Linked DNA regions of Sus scrofa: region 2 is linked to region 1. The links are chromatin contacts, called in public promoter capture Hi-C maps. All regions are on one chromosome and are shown on one strand. The core of a region is the stretch at or near the end of the contact, and the rest is flanking DNA. Distances in the headings are between cores, read along the strand shown.

Region 1 (7,790 bases), core at 2,932-5,431:
TGCCACAGACAACACATGAATGCAAGGGCATGAGTTTATCCCAGTAAAACTTTATTTGTGAATACTTAAACTACCTATCATTTTCTTTTTTCTTGTCTTTTTGTATTTTCTAGGGCCACACCTGCGGCATATGGAGGTTCCCAGGCTAGGGGTCTAATTGGAGCTATAGCTGCCGGCCTTTGCCACAGGCACAGCAATGTCAGATCCAAGCCGCATTTGCGACTTACACCATAGCTCACGGCAACGATGCCGGATCCTTAACCCACTGAGCGAGGCCAGGGATCAAACCTGCAACTTCATGGTTCCTAGTCGGATCTGTTAACCACTGAGCCACAATGGTAACTCCTCGTTTTCATTTTTATGTTTTTGCTTTTTAGCTTTGATTCGACCCCCTAGCCGCTGGTGTGGCCCTAAAAAGCAAAAATAAATAAAAAATTTATAAATAAATAAAATAAAAATGCAAAGGTCATCTTAGCTCACAAGACATACCACAATAAGTGGCAGGCTGGATTTGATCCACAGACAGTTATTTGCCAACCCTTGCTCTAGAATCTAGGGCTACAATTTGCCAAGCATGCCCTACCACCCCCTACTCCTTGCAGAGAATTCTCATGAATGTCTCCCTTCCCCCAGTATCTGGAATCTCCTCAAAGCCAACCTCAGAGCCTCTATAGAAACAACTTCTTTCTGGCAAACTTTTTGCCAGATTTTGGGAACTTGAGTTGGGCCAATCTGAAGTCCCTAAGTCCCTGGGGCCAGGGTGGGTGGGACACTCACCCTCCTGGAGGGCAGGGTATGAAGCCAGGGTCTCGGGACTCTGGAAGAAGATAGAAGAGGGACAGGCCTGAGTCCTCCTTCTTGGCTTCCAGCAGTGGAGGTGGCCTCAGGGGCAGGGCAGGCTCTACCTTGACATTGGCAGGTGGCTCTTCAGGAGCAACCAGAGGTACTGTCTCCAGCCAGGGTTCCGGGGAGCTGCTTGAACTCCCACTGCCACCCCGCTCAGCAGAGGCTCCCTCAGCCCACTCCTGAGGGCCAGCATCTTCCTCTGGGTCCTCAGGGGGCTGCAACAGGCGAGGAGCAGGGTCCAGAGGTTCCTGGGGACACAACTGGGAAGGAGGGCACTCATCTTGCTGCAAAAGGCTCAGCAAGTCATCGCGGCCAGCCTCAGCAGACAAGAGCCCATGGGCATCGGTGATGTCCTGTGAGGCCAGACCATGGCCAGTGGCAATGTGCAGGGGACATGGGGCTCCATCTGGGGACAGGCCCACCAGATCACCTGGCAGAGCTTCAAACTGTTGTACCAGGTCCTGAATATTTAGCCCATCAAGTTCCATTTGACTCAGGCTGCTATGGCCTCCTGGCGCTGGGTCCCACTGGCAATCAGAGGAGAGATCCTGAGAGGGCAAAAGTGTATCCTTGGGTTCCTCCAACTCCATGGCTGGAGATCCTGGAGGAGGTTGGGAGGCTGGAGATCCTGGAGGAGGTTGGGAGGCTGTTAGGAATTCCATGCCAGGACCCCAGGCTCAAGCCAGCATCTGAAAAATAGAATCAAAGATGAGATTTCCTGGGTACCAACCTGTTACTAGGTGCTAGCTGGGTGCTGTTCATACAGGACACACAATGTAATCCCCGCCATACCCTCCAATGAAGGCTTTGCTATGATCCCCATTTTACAGATAAGGAAACTGAGGGCAGAAGGAGCAGTTTTAAGGCAGAGGTTCCCCATCCCTCTCACTACAAACCCCAGGGGATTCTTAGGTACCTGTTACCCCAGACCTCACCCCTTCCACGGACGATGTTCATCCCAGCCCTGGTTCTTCCAAGTCTTCCTCCCCAGACTGGAGACACACCCTTACCATACAGACTAGACAGGTAGAGGTCTCTGAGACCCGGGATTCAAGACCCCAAACTTCAAACTTAATACTAGAGCTCCAATACGCCAAAAAGCAGACTTTCATCTCAAGACCTCCAATGCCATGCTCAAGATTGACCCCAGGCTCGGACCTCGACCTCAGACCCAGCCTGAAGACATAACTTGACTCTAAAGCGGAGAACTAAGTACCTGTTCTCGCTCAGACCCCAGACTCAAGACTTCAGACCTGTGACCTCAGGCGCTGTCCCCAGACCTCGCTCTGCCCCTCCAGGATACTCACGTCCCAAACCGAGGTGGTCTCAACCCACGAGGCCCCCAGGACCCTGCGCCAGAGTTGGTCCAGTCCTGCCAGGCGCCGCCGCTTGCCAATTCCCAGACAGGGCGCCGGCAGATCTGTCCGCGCAGTCCTCCTGGATCACTGGGCATGCGCACGTCCCCGGGGCTTGCTGGGAAATGTAGTTCTGACCCTCCGCGAGGGGGCGCTAGATGTTGGGGCCGCTAGTTTGAATCCCAGACTTCCATTTACCCAGAGTGAAACCCAAGAGCTGGCCTCTGAGGCTTTTTTCCTCAACTGCAATATGGGGTTAAAAAGAACGCTGATTGTGGAGTCCCCATCCTGGCTCAGCGGAAACGAATCTGACTAGCATACATTGGGGACGCGGGTTCCATCGCAGGGTTAAGGGTCCGCCGCTACAGCTCGGATTTGACCCCTAGCATGGGAACCTCCATATTCCGCTTGTGCCCTAAAAAGAAAAAAGAAAAGATGGAGTTCCCGTCGTGGCTCAGTGGTTAACGAATCCGACTAGGAACCATGAGGTTGTGGGTTCGATCCCTGGCCTTGCTCAGTGGGTTAAGGATCCGGCGTTGCTGTGAGCTGTGGTGTAGGTTACAGAAGTGGCTCGGATCCCACGTTGCTGTGGCTCTAGCGTAGGCCGGCGGCTGCAGCTCTGATTCGACCCCTAGCCTGGGAACCTCCATGTGCCATGGGAGCGGCCCAAGAAATGGCAAAAAGGAAAACAAAAAAAAAAAAAAAAAAAGAAGAAGAAGAAAAGAAAAAAAGCACTGCTTGGGAGTTCCCTAGTGGTCTAGTGGTTAGGACTCAGCGTTGTCGCTGCTGCAGCCAAAGTTCAAATCCATAGTCTGAGAACTGAGATTCCGCATGCTGGAGCCAAAAATCAAAAGTGTGGCTCAGCTAGATCTGGCAGTTGTCACTGATGTGGCTCGTGGCTCTGGTTACCACTGTGGTGCGGGTTTGATCCCTGACCCAGGAACTTCCACATGCCACCGACACTAAAAAAGAAAGAAAAAGATGAAGAAATGAGACTGGGAGTTGCCATTGTGGCTCAGTGGTAACGAATCAGACCGACTGGCATTCTGGGCCTCACTCAGTGGGTTAAGGATCCAGCGTTGCTTTAAACTGTGGTGTAGGCCACAGGTGTGGCTCAGATCCTGTATTGCTGTGGTGTAGACTGGCAGCTACCACTCGATTTGACTCCTAGCCTCGAAATGTCCATGTGCCATGGGTGGGGCCCCTAAAAAGACAGGGGAAAAAATGAAGAAAGAAAGAAATGAGACTGGAAAATCCTAAACTAGCGTTAAGAGATTCTCTCAATTCCAGGGACACTGGAAGCAGGGCAGGGACCATACTGTGGACGGACTTTAGCTCACAGTAGGGAGGGTTAGGGTTAGCAGAATGGCTCACCTGTCTTAACGTTACCTCCCTGAGCTTCTGGCTTCCTTAATTGTAAACTGAGGATGATAAAATACATACCTACCTCCTAATCATGAGAATTAAACAAAATCGAGCTGATTATGGATTTAGCAATAGGGTTGGGACATAATGAGTCTAATATATGTCAGCTTTTATTACCTTCAGGTTTTCAGTAATTGCTCATTGAATAGAATCAGGAATGTATAAGGTGTGATACTTAAGGGAAGTGATAAGAAACCAAAGGACAAGAAGTCAAGGAAACATCCTTTGAATCAAGGAAAACCTACTGTATAGTACAGGGAGCTACATTCAATATCTTGTAATAACCTGTAATGAAAAAGAAGCTAACAAAGTATACATACATGTGTAACGATCCCTTTGTTATACAGCTGAAAAAAACACAACATTGTAAATCAACTATATTTTAATAAAAGTTTTTAAAAAAATCCACATCCTTTGAAAGTCCCCTCCTGCAGTAAACTAGGGATATCTATAAAAGTTTAAAGCAGTCAAAATAAATGTTGCCCTAAGACAAAATACTACGCTCCCCATAAATCGCTAGGAGCCTACAACTCCCAGGCACCCTTCGGTCGCTGACGTATTCCGGAAACGTGCACGTGCGGGCAGTCGGCATAGGTCATGGCGGCCAGACGCCTTTTCGGGGCTGCCCGTAGCTGGGCCGCCTGGCGGGCCTGGGAGCTCTCAGATGCCGCCGTTTCTGGGCGACTCCATGTACGAAATTACGCCAAAAGACCGGGTGAGCTGGGTTACGAGAGACCAAGACGGCAGTGGTGGGAACATTGGGAAGTTGGTAGTGCGCAAGCGCGGGTTGGGGAGGCGCGTCCTAGAATCAGCACGCAAGCTCAGAGGCCGCTGCTTAGCTCTGTGCAGGCGCAGTTCGAGGTACCTGGGCGCGATTGCAGTCAGTGCGCCGGCACCAGCGTGAAGCCCCTAAGGCTGTGGCTGGGGTCTGTGCTAGCTGGAGCAAAGTCGCCTTACTGGGAAAGGGTTTTCTTGGAAGGGTGCGGGGCTGAGGGGCCGAGGAAGTAATGAAGTTGGCCACCTCTCATGTTTCTGCCTCCAAATCGGTTACCTTTGGCAAGGATTGGAGCCATATGGGGACCCATCCAAGTATTAAAACGAAAAGAAATTTTCTCTGGAAACACCCTTGCCTGATTTCCTCTGTCGAAAGGAGGGACTTGGCAATTGTGAGGGTTTAAAAACACCAAGCAGCCGGCGGAGACTTTCTCCATGAGCTAAACATAAGGAATGAAAATGGAATTGGAAAGGGATGACTTGGTCACTTGAATGTTAGTGCCATTTAATGCAGTAGCCGTGTTCCAGTTTAAATGGTTTTGCATGTAGCATACAAGGTCCAGCCAGGGCAGAAAGGGGTGGCTTCTTGAGGGTGAAGTTGGGCTGAAATGATTCTACCCTATCACAGTCATTAAGGGGGGCAAAGGCGGCAAAGGCGCTGTGGTCGGTGAGGCTCTTAAGGACCCAGAGGTGTGTACAGACCCCTTCCGTCTCACCACACATGCCATGGGCGTCAATATCTACAAGGAGGGCCAGGATGTCGTTCTGAAGCCAGATTCTGAGTACCCAGAGTGGTAAGTGGACTGGGACTGGGTGAGGAGGGCCTGGCTAGTCAAATCTGAGGTTTCCAGAAGGCTTCCCTGGGAAGGTGATACGAGTCAAGACCTGAGTGGGTGAACAGAGCTTCAGAGGTGGATGGGAACAGTCAGTGCAAAGACCTGAACCTGGTCTGTTAGTGAGAGCAGGGGGCAAGGTGGAGAGTAGAGGGAGACAGGACAGGAACTTGATGGAGCACAGCCTGTGTGCACCCGGGGTGGGGGTGGGGCTGCAGGGAGGATTTTGCTCTTGGCCCTGAGGGCGGTGGCAGGATGTCGAAGCCCTTGGCGTGAGCTGATCCTTTAAGCTGGGGAAAGTTTAGAGAGGTTGAGTGAGTGAGTGGGGAGGCCATACAGGCAGGCAGTGACACAGGGACAATGGCTAGGAGGCAGAAGCCTTGGTCCACCTCAGATCCCAGGGCCATTGGGATAGGAGCACCCTCTCGTTCCACAACCAGGAACCTGGCTAGGGGTGGAGAGGGACGGTCCTGAGGTCATGCAGCCACCATGGGACTCAGTCCTGCTGCTGCCTCTGCCTAGAGTGCCTGGAGTGCGGAAGCCATGCAGGGGCTGCTCTGCAACCCCAACTACCGCCCACTCCCTGTCAGGCTGTTCGAGATGAACGTGGGCCCCCCCAAGAAGCTGGAGGAACTGGACCCCGAGACCCGAGAATACTGGCGGCTGCTGCGGAAACACAACATTTGGCGCCACAACCGGCTGAGCAAGAACCGAAAGTTCTAGCAGGCGAGGAACCAGAGCACCGGGACCTCCAAGGACCTGAGGAGACAGAAGGTGTAGGGAGGGGAAGTACCTCCACCTTCCCGCCCCCACAACCTTTTATTTTCCGGAAAAGACAGACTTTTCTGAAAACAGAGATCTTCCTCTCACTGGGGTTCCTGGGTGGTCCCCACAGTGAGGCCGAATTAAGGTCCTGGGGACCAGTAAAGACTTCTTGGGGCAATTGTTGACAGGCCCTGGATGGTGCTGGGTCATGTCTCACATTGGGGCCAGGAGGGACTTGGGGCAGGCAGTGGGGAGGGAGGTATACTTCAAACTCTGTGGTTCCATGGCCCAGCCTCCACTCCCAGTGGTTGGTCTGGCTTCTACAGGTCCATCTTCACTTCCATGCCTCACTGGGCTTCTTACCCTGATTCTTGGAATTCCTAGCATTGCCCAAGAGGCCCCAACCCCTGTCCTCACGTTGGGGGTGGATGGTTCTAGCTAAGCCTCTCTGGGTTACAGTGGACTCACACCTGAGCCAAGTCATCTGGAGCAGAATAGTCTGTGAGCTTCAGGAACTGAAATGTCCAGGGGTAGGTTCTGACTTCAGGCACAGCTGGATCCAGGTGCTCAGCTATGTGGCTCTCTCCATTCCTGGAGTCTTTCAACTCCAGTGAGTAGTTCCCTTGGGCAGGTGTGGCTCCTGGCTGACACCCCCCTACCCAGTTCAGCAAGCCTAACAGAGGAAAAGGACTTCTCTTTCCTTCCTACCAAGGTCACAGGGTTATTTTCATTGGACCATCATTTGATCTGAGGAACCTGGGCCCACCGATCATCTTCCTATCCACCCCCACGGGTGTCCACCAGATTGGAGGTAGCTAGAGGGTACACCGTGTGTGCACACAGTGCCAGGGCCCTGCTATAGCCATGCCCTCTCCTGGGTAGATACCTGGATTGGAGATACCTGGGTAACTGCCTGGGGGGCTGGGGCAGAGCAGGGTCCCTGCAGCTAATTCTGTCTAGTCCCAGGAAAATAAGAGCCCTCATCCTCTTAGGAGGACTCTGCCAGGCGGATTACCGCACACCTGCCATCCCTGGTGGCCTGCTGTGGGCAGGCTGATTGTTCCAACCCTCTCGTGGTTCCCCAGGGCTCTCAGGGTAAAAAGCCAAAGTTGGTATAGCCACAGGCCTCCTCACTTCCTCCTACACACAAGGCAATGTGCTGCCCTAGGGCCCTTGGACATGCTGTGCCCTCTACCTGGGTTGCTTTTCCCCAGATGTACCTGGGGCTCCCTCTTTCACTTCCAAGTCTCTGCTCTGATGTCACCTCCGTGAGGCCTCCCCTGACTACCCTATTAAATTGTAACCCTGCACACACTCCTGATTGCGCTTGCTGGTTTTATTTTTCTCCCTTGCACTTAACACCAGCAGACATTACATGTTTTTTAAATTTATTTTAAAAATCATGGTTCTTCATGAGGTTGCAAGTTCGATCCCTGGCCTTGCTCAGTGAGTTAAGGATCTGACGTTGCCGTGAGCTGTGGTGTAGGTTGCAGATGTGGCTCGGATCCCGCGTTGCTGTGGCTCTGGCGTAGGCCTGCGGCTACAGCTCTGATTTGACCCCTAGCCTGGGAACCTTCATATGCCGCGGGAGCGGCCCAAGAAATGGCAAAAAAAAAAAAAATCATGGTTCTTGTCTCTTCCACTGGAGTGGCAGCTCCACGAGGATGGGGGTTTTTCTCTGTTCACTGCCATGTCTTTGTCATAGACTGGATGGATGAATCAATGATTGGGTGTGTGGCTGGTCTGGCTGCTGCAGTGTAACAGCATGTGGGCCATTGGGTTCAGAGGTGCC
Region 2 (7,790 bases), core at 3,662-6,161, 460 kb before region 1:
TGTGTGACCAATCCACTCTGTTGGTGTGTGGTGAGTGTTTCTGGAGGCTGCCAGGCAGTGGGGAGGAGGGGGCTGTGACATTGACACCCGCCCCTTCTCGCTCACTTCCCCTTTCCCTGCCTTATGTCTCATCTTAGGTTCCAGGCAGCCTCCTTCCCCCACCTCTGGCCTCTGCATCTTTTGGGCCTCAGCCTGGGGGCCAGCAGAGGGGGAGCTGCCTGGCCCTCCTGGCCTCATTCAGGGAATCTCACCCACACCTGTAGAGTTCCCTTTAGCACTAACTGCCTCACCCTTCCCCATCTGTAAAATGGGCTGATAGGGGACAGACCCCCCCCACCACAGGAGGCTGTCAGTTACTCGTTCAGGGCTCTTGCGGCAGCACATGGCATCAGGGTGTGCAACCAAATGTCCATCGATGGAGGGAATGTTTACATCTGTGCCATCCAGCATGGGACCCCCACATGGCTACTGAGCCCTTGATAAATGTCCAGTGCTACTGAAGAACTGAACTTGGACTCCATTTGCATTTGAATGGCCCGTGAGACTCCAGGCAGCAGTACAGGACAGTGTAGGGGTTCACCCTCCATATGTAGCCACCTTTGGCTGGTAGGAAGTTCTCTGTCTTCATCCTCCCAGCCAAGACAGTGGCCTCCGATTCTCCTCTGCAGGATGGAGGATGCGGCGATGGGAAAGCATTTTCCTGTGCTGTCCAGGAAAGCAGGCATTAGCCACATGTGGCTACTTAAAATGAATTAAAATGTATTTTAAAAGTTCAGTTTCTTGGTGCATTTCTCGGGGCTGCCATACCAAATACCACAGACCGGGGTGTGTGTGGGGGGGCTTCAACAACACATTGATTCTCTCTTGGTTCTGGAGGCTGGGAGTCTGAGATCAAGGTGCTGGCAAGGTTGGTTCCTTCTGGGACCGTGAGGAGGGACTGTGCCAGGCCTCTCTCCTAGATCCTGGTGCTTTGCCGGCAATCTTTGACGTCCTTTGGCTTGGAGACACATCATCCCATCTCTGCCTCCATCTTCACGTGGACTCTTCCTGTATGCGCATCTGAGTCTAAATTTCCCCTTTTTATTTTTTTAATTTTTCGTTTCATTTATTTTTTTTTTTTAGGGCTGCACCTGTGGCATATGGAAGTTTCCAGCCTAGAGCTACAGCTGCTAGCCTAAGCCACAACCACAGCAACACCAGATCTGAGCTGCATCTGTGACCTACACCACAGCTTGCAGCAACGCCAGATCCTTAACCACTGATGGAGGCCAGGGATCGAACCCGAATCCTTGTAGACACTATGTCCAGTTCTTAACCTGCTGAGCCACAATGGGAACTCCAAATTTCCCCTTTGGTCACCCTATTCCATTGTGAGTCATCTTAACTAATTATACCTGTAACAATCCTAGTTCCCAAATAAGGTCTTAGGAGGTTAGGATTTCAAGACATGAATTTTTTGGGGGAAACGCAATTCAGCCTGTAACCCTCGGTCACACTAGCTACATTTCAAGTGCTCAATGGGACTAGTGGCTTGTGGCTATTGTTTTGGACAGTGTAGACACAGGACATTTCCACCATCAGAACAGAAAGTTCTGTTGGCCAGGCTGGAAAAAGTTCCAAGCATATATCAGATGCAGAATAAGCTGAGGTACCTCTTACCTTTACCTGACTCCTGGTGTGTTTATCTGGGACGGTGGCAGGCAGGGTGTGGGGTCTTGGTGAAATCTGGCATGAGTGAAGTCTGGACCTCCTTGAATCCTGTATCCCAGGCCTGTGTAAGCTGGTCCCGTGGCCCCCTCTGCCCTCTGGCGTGTCATATTTTGCCGTGTCTGAGTTGGACTGTTAGTTGCTCCCTTCTCTCTTTTTTTTTTTTTTTTTGTCTCATTTTAGGGCTGCACCCTCAACATATGGAAGTTCCCAGCTTGGGGTCCAATCGGAGCTGTAGCTGCTGGCCTACACCACAGCCACGGCAACAACAGATCTGAACCACATCTGCAACCTACACCACAGCTCACGGCAATGCTGTATCCTTAATCCACTGAGCAAGGCCAGGGATTGAACCTGCATTCTCATGGATGCTAGTCACATTTGTTTCCGCTGAACCACGATGGGAACTCCTGTTGCTACCTTCTGTCTGGGGCCTTTGCACCTGCCTTTGTTGCTCCCACTAGAGTGGTCTGCCTGGCACTTGCCCTGACCATCCTTCAGTTCTCAACTTTAACATCACCTCCTCCAGGAAGTCTCCTTGATTTTTCCTCCTCTCTAGCCCTCTTCTGGGCTCCTACAGCTGCCTGTGCATCCCCATCATAGCTCCAATCACCCCCTGGTCACACATCCACCTTCTCCCCTGGACTTTGGGCTCTGTGAGAGTGGAAATAGTGACAGTGTCTAGGTCAGCACAGGGCCCAGCGGACAGTAGGTGCTCCATGATCTGGGGCTCTGAGAGAACTGGACTCAGCAGCACTCCTTCCACTGAGCCTTGGAAGCCTCTCCCCTTCCTTATTCTCAACCCACCTCCCTGACTGTGGTGGCACTGTCCCCATGAATCCTGACTTCTGCTCGTTAGGTGGCTCAGGTGTCTGTAACTCATTTCCATTCTCCAGCTCTGCCACACACTACAGGCTTCAGTTTCCTCATCTGTAAAATGAGGATATTGATATCCCCTGCCGTCCAGGGATATTGATAAGCAAGGAGTATAAAGGCCCTCAAACTATTATGTGTATGTTTTTAAATGACAAATAACAACAAAGCCTTATATATCACTCAACAATATTCTTGTCACTTTTGTATTAACTCATTTAATTCTTGCAAAACCTCCAGGAGGCAGACATCATCATTAACTTCAGTTTGCAGATGGTGAAACCAATGCCCAGAGAGGTTAGATAACTTACACAAAGTCACACAGCTGGGAAGAGGCAGAGATGGGAGTCAAACCCAGGCAGGTGACTTCTTGATCCCTGCTTGTTACTGCCTCTTTGATGAATGAATGAATGAATAAATACCAGTTCCTTCCCTCTTTGGAAAACTCAGAACAAATGTTCCATTTCATCCTTTGGGCTGTCCTAGGTTTCATATCCACAAAGCAGGATTAATTGAATCTTATTTTACAGACAGAAAAAACCAAGGGTCAGGAGAGGAGGCAGCATGAACAGCTCTCGAGTCGAATTCCTGCTATCTGAGCCAAGTTCAGGCTGTTTTCTTTCTCTAATTCTGGGTGAGTGTGTGTGTGCGTGTGTGTGAGAGACGCATGTGCATGTCTTGCCTGTTCATAGCCTGGAGTGGAAGAATAGGGTTGGATGGAGAAGCAGGTAATAAACATTTGCTGCTGAGGATTATGTGGGCCAGAATGAGTTCTCATCCCTTTCCCAGCCCTACCGGGCCGCTCATTACTCCTGGTGCCTAGGACCTCCCTGGAGAGGCCTCGGGATGGCCAGAAGCAGGGGACATAGCTGGGAGGGCTGGGCTGGTGTGTTGGGGTGTTCATGACTCTTTCATTCACTCACGCAACCACTGTGTGTCAGGCTCTGTTCTGGACACTGGAGTTCCAGCGAAAAATAACCTGGTGCCTGCCCACATAACGGTCACAGTTTGGTAGGGTTGACAAGCCTCAAACTAAGAGATGCCCATCATTTCAGTAAGGAGCTAGCCATGCAGAAAGGTGGGGTGGGGGAGGGGCGTGAGTGTTTCGCAGGGATAGCAGATGCAGCAGCTCTGAGGCTGCACAAGCTTGGTGCTTTCTCCTAATACCAACACTTATTGAGCATTTCACGTCTGCCTTGCTTTTTCCAAGTCGGTTCACGTGGATTATCTTATTGAATCTTTACACACCCCTGGGGAGCCCAAGAAGAGTGTTTGATGATCATATTTGGCAGCTGAGGAAAAAGAGGGTCAGAGAGGTGAAGCAACATGCCCAAGGTCACACAGCCTGGGAAGTGGATGAGCTGGGACTTGAACCCATGCTATTAATCAGCATAACTGCCACTTCTCCCTTGGGTAGGAGGGAGGGCCCAATTCCTTTGGCAACAGTATCAGAGTCTGGGGGCTAGGGCCAGTGTGCTCTGCACCCTGTGGCCTCGGTCTTCCCATCTGTACAAGAGGGTGTGAATTACTAATGCTCTTCAACGCCTCCAGGGACCCTGAGACAATTGGATTCTTAGGGTGCCCAGATAAGAAAATACAAATCTGAGACACCCAGTGAAATTTGAATTTCTAACACTAAACTTTTTTTTTTTTTTAATATGAGAATGTCCCCAATATAAATAAGCATAAGCACAAAATAATTATCTCTCCAATCTTGGCACAACGCCTGGCTCCTGACTACAAGTCCCACAATCCATTGCGACATCCCTTAGGAACCTTCTATCAGGATTTCTTTATTCTATTTCATTCATTTATCCAAAAATTATATAAACCATCCACTGTGTGCTAGACCCTGTGTTACGTTATGAGGTATAAATCAGTGCACAAAGCAGACAAAATTCTTTGTCCTTATGTAGTTTAACATCTATATTCTTTGGGAATTTTAAGTGATTTTTCTCCAACTTCTGTCTAAAAGACTCCAGCTCCCATGACCCCTTGCGCTTGCTCAATTAGACTACAATTCCCAGGAGACCTAGAGTATCACGTTCCACTCCCCCCCGCCCCCCGTCCCCAATTGCTTCCAAACTTACTTCCGGGTCGCGAGGTCACATCCTGCAACACACCCCCTTCCCTCCTCTTTTCCCAAAGTAAAGCAGAATTTCAGTAAGTTCCACTGCTAATAGCATTTTTAAAGTCTCTGTAGCTTCTGGCTTGGAGTTTATGTGAAACTTTAGCCAAACGGTCCCCTTCACCCTTCGCCATCTGGAAGTAACGGAATGGGCCTACGATTCCCAGATGCCTCCGCGCGCGCCTGGAGAACTACAACTTCCAGTCGGCAGGGCGGCGGGCATGTAGCCCTCAGCGGTGCCCTCAGGACCCCGAAGCGGATGCAGGCTGCCCGGCACGGCGCCCGCAGGACCCCGGCGCCTACCCATGCCGAGGTGAGTCCGCGGGAGTCGCCGCTGTCGCCGTCCCGTCCCCGCCGCCGCCCCGCGCGGCCCCGCCGCCGGCCAGGATGTTGGAGGAAGCGGGCGAGGTGCTGGAGAACATGCTGAAGGCGTCGTGCCTGCCACTTGGCTTCATCGTTTTCCTGCCCGCCGTGCTGCTGCTCGTGGCGCCGCCGCTGCCAGCCGCCGACGCGGCGCACGAGTTTACCGTGTACCGCATGCAGCAGTACGACCTGCAGGGACAGCCCTATGGTACGTGGACCCGGGCCCCTCATCTCCCCACGGAGTCCGGCTCTCCTCCTGGGCCCCTGGCCTACCCCGGCTTTGCCTACCCCAACCTGCTTTCCCACTCAGACTCCCCCTTTACTGGGGCCCTGGCCTACTCCAGCCGGGATACCTCTCTCCCTTGGTTTGGTCTCTGCTCTTCGGGCCCTAGGACCCGTCTCTCCCACCTGTCTAGCAGGAGTCCAAGCGCAGACCTCACTTGGTCTCTAGACTCTTACCCAAGACCCCTGGCAAGTCAGAGCCTGAACACCTAGATCCACGCTAGGCCCCCAGCTCTCTCTGCCTAATGCCCCAGGAACCTGCTGCACTGGCACTCCCAGCTCCCCGGCCCCGACAAGGGCTATATGCTCCAGAAGTCAGAGCTCTTACTCTCAGGCCAGGCTCCTCCTGCGTTTGGACTCCTGGGTCCCCTCTCTCTCTGATTCCCACGTGGACCAGAGCTCCAACCTTTGACCTACTTGACTTGGACTGGAGCCTCTCAGCTCGGTTCTGCCAGGCTGAGCTTCCCAACCATCCATAGCCCAGAGCACCCTGGTGCTCTTTGTCCAGTGCCCACATTCTGCCCCCCTTAGGGCTCAAGAGCTCTGATCGCCAACCTCAGCGTGGCCCGGTGTCCAGGTCTCTCTCTCCTAGGCTCTGCTTCCTGGTCGCAGCTTATGTGTCAGGTTCCTCAGAAGGGCTTAGCTAATCCCTCCGCCCCCACCCCCTTTCAGTCCCTTGTGTTTGGGCTCCTGAAATCTCCTAGACCCCATATTTTGTTCTCTCCTTTGGTGCATACCCATCTGTCGGCTTCCTGGGACACTCCCGCTCCTTCCCAGGATTTCAGACGCAGAGGCCTAGATCCTACTCCCCAGCCCTGTTCCCTCATCTCTCAGACCTCGTTGCCCAGCTCATTTTAAATTCCCCTCTCTTTTCCCAGCTTTGCTGTATCTGGTGTTCCAGAACCTTCCGGCCTGGTGTCTTAGGTCCCCACAAGTTAACGCCTGCCCTCCCTATGAGGAAACCCCCTCCCCATTCCTCCTGGTCCTGGTTCATCTCTGAGCCCTGGTTCTATTGGACTTGCCCCTGCAATTGGGACCTTAGGCCCAGCCTGGACCCCCTGCCACTGCCGGGCCCTTGAGGGGCCCCGGTTTCTTGGGACTTTCTCTCAGATCCTTCCCTGTCCCAGAGTTATGTCATTTCTGTTTAGTGCAATGATTGTCAACCTACGGGTCACTGAGTGATGACTGTTGTTGTCATGGAGGGGGGCCTCTGGCATTGAGTGGATGGGGCCAGGAAGGGTGCTCCACCCCACACAGTGCCCAGGATGGCTCCCCCACAGAATGGTCTGGGCTGGAATGTCAGCAGTGCCAAGAGGGGGCTTACAGTGATGGCTCTAGACCCGAGGCCCCAGGCTCCTAACCAGTGGGTTAGAAAGCCAGGAGCCCTAACGTGTGGTCCGTCTGTATGCATTGTTGGCATCCTCCTGAGGAGACAGTGCTGTCACGGCAGTGCTGTCGCAGGTGGCCACTGAAGATGTAGTTCATGCAACGGAGGAAAGGGATCTTCAGCGTTATTTAATTGTAATGAGCTGCTGTCCTGGTCTGGACAATCCTGAAATCCAGCAGGTCCAGATCCTGGAACTCTCCAGGAGGAGTTGCCCGCCGTTCCCTCACCTCATCAATCTGGCCTGCCTGCTGGGTGGCCCACTCTCCCCTCTGCAGATGGGTACTTCAGACTAGTGTCCTCCTTGAGAACCCTCTCTGCTTTCTCCCTGCCCTCCTCCCTCCCCTGTTCTGCCTCTCCTGCTGAGAAGCTGGGGATATGCTGGGGACAGAGGGAGCCCCTGGCTCTGCCGGTGGTGGAAGCTTTGAGAGTTGACCTGCTGGGTCATTGCTGATTGCAGAGTCCCCAGTGTCACCGCGCACACCCTTGCTCCCCGCCCCGCCTCCTGGTGCAACCCTTGCTGGGCCTCCTTTCCCAATTTCCTGTTCGCTCCTGTTGAGAAACAGGCGGGCGGGCTGCTGGGAAGGAGAGGCGTGTGCTCTTTGAGCTGGGGTGTGAGCTGGGCCCTGGGGTGTGACCTCATCCCCCCCCCCCTGCCCCGGACTCTGGCCCTGCTAGGGTGGCCTGCTTGTGCCCATCTCACTTGGTCCACATTGAAACAGGTCCTGGGAGGTGGGGATGTAACCAACCACCTGGGCAGGCTTGTAGGACTGCCTCACTGGGGCTGGGCTCTCTGCCCCGTGTTGTAAATAAAGTTTTATCAGCATGTGGCTATACCCACCAGTTGGTGGCTTCCTGCAGCAAAGGACAAGTGCCACCCACAAGGAGAGAAGACTGGCACTAGGCCATAGATAGAAAAGTTTGCAAACCCCGCTCAGGTCTGATCCTGTTGTGGAAATTGGTAACTTCTGTCCAGGTGTCCAGTGCCCACCCAGACACGAGGGTGACCGAGGCTATGCTGACTCCAGCCTCACCCCAGCAAAGACTGTTTCT

Evidence for each region. Promoter capture Hi-C pulls out the DNA fragments that hold promoters and counts their contacts.
Region 2: a promoter capture Hi-C map of liver shows a contact between it and region 1, with 2.8 times the contacts expected there. The contact joins the promoter of NCLN here to the promoter of MRPL54 in region 1. A contact is called at or near these places in 2 of 5 promoter capture datasets (fetal skeletal muscle and liver) and 1 of 2 datasets of contacts at active chromatin or transcription factors (alveolar macrophages).

The regions. Positions count from the first base shown.
Region 1 is chr2:74,924,587-74,932,376 of Sscrofa11.1, reverse strand. It overlaps MRPL54 (39S ribosomal protein L54, mitochondrial), which reads left to right and starts at 4,181. Exons shown (of 3, transcript XM_003123056.5): 1 at 4,181-4,341; 2 at 5,029-5,194; 3 at 5,824-7,313. The coding sequence starts at 4,224. The coding sequence ends at 5,956. RAX2 (retina and anterior neural fold homeobox protein 2) reads right to left here. Exons shown (of 3, transcript XM_005661348.3): 3 at 7,543-7,790. It overlaps APBA3 (amyloid beta A4 precursor protein-binding family A member 3), which reads right to left and starts at 2,300. Exons shown (of 14, transcript XR_002341692.1): 1 at 2,154-2,300; 2 at 906-1,535; 3 at 778-817.
Region 2 is chr2:75,387,722-75,395,511 of Sscrofa11.1, reverse strand. It overlaps NCLN (nicalin), which reads left to right and starts at 4,911. Exons shown (of 14, transcript XM_021084134.1): 1 at 4,911-5,279. The coding sequence starts at 5,096. S1PR4 (sphingosine 1-phosphate receptor 4) reads left to right here. Exons shown (of 2, transcript XM_021084143.1): 2 at 1-775.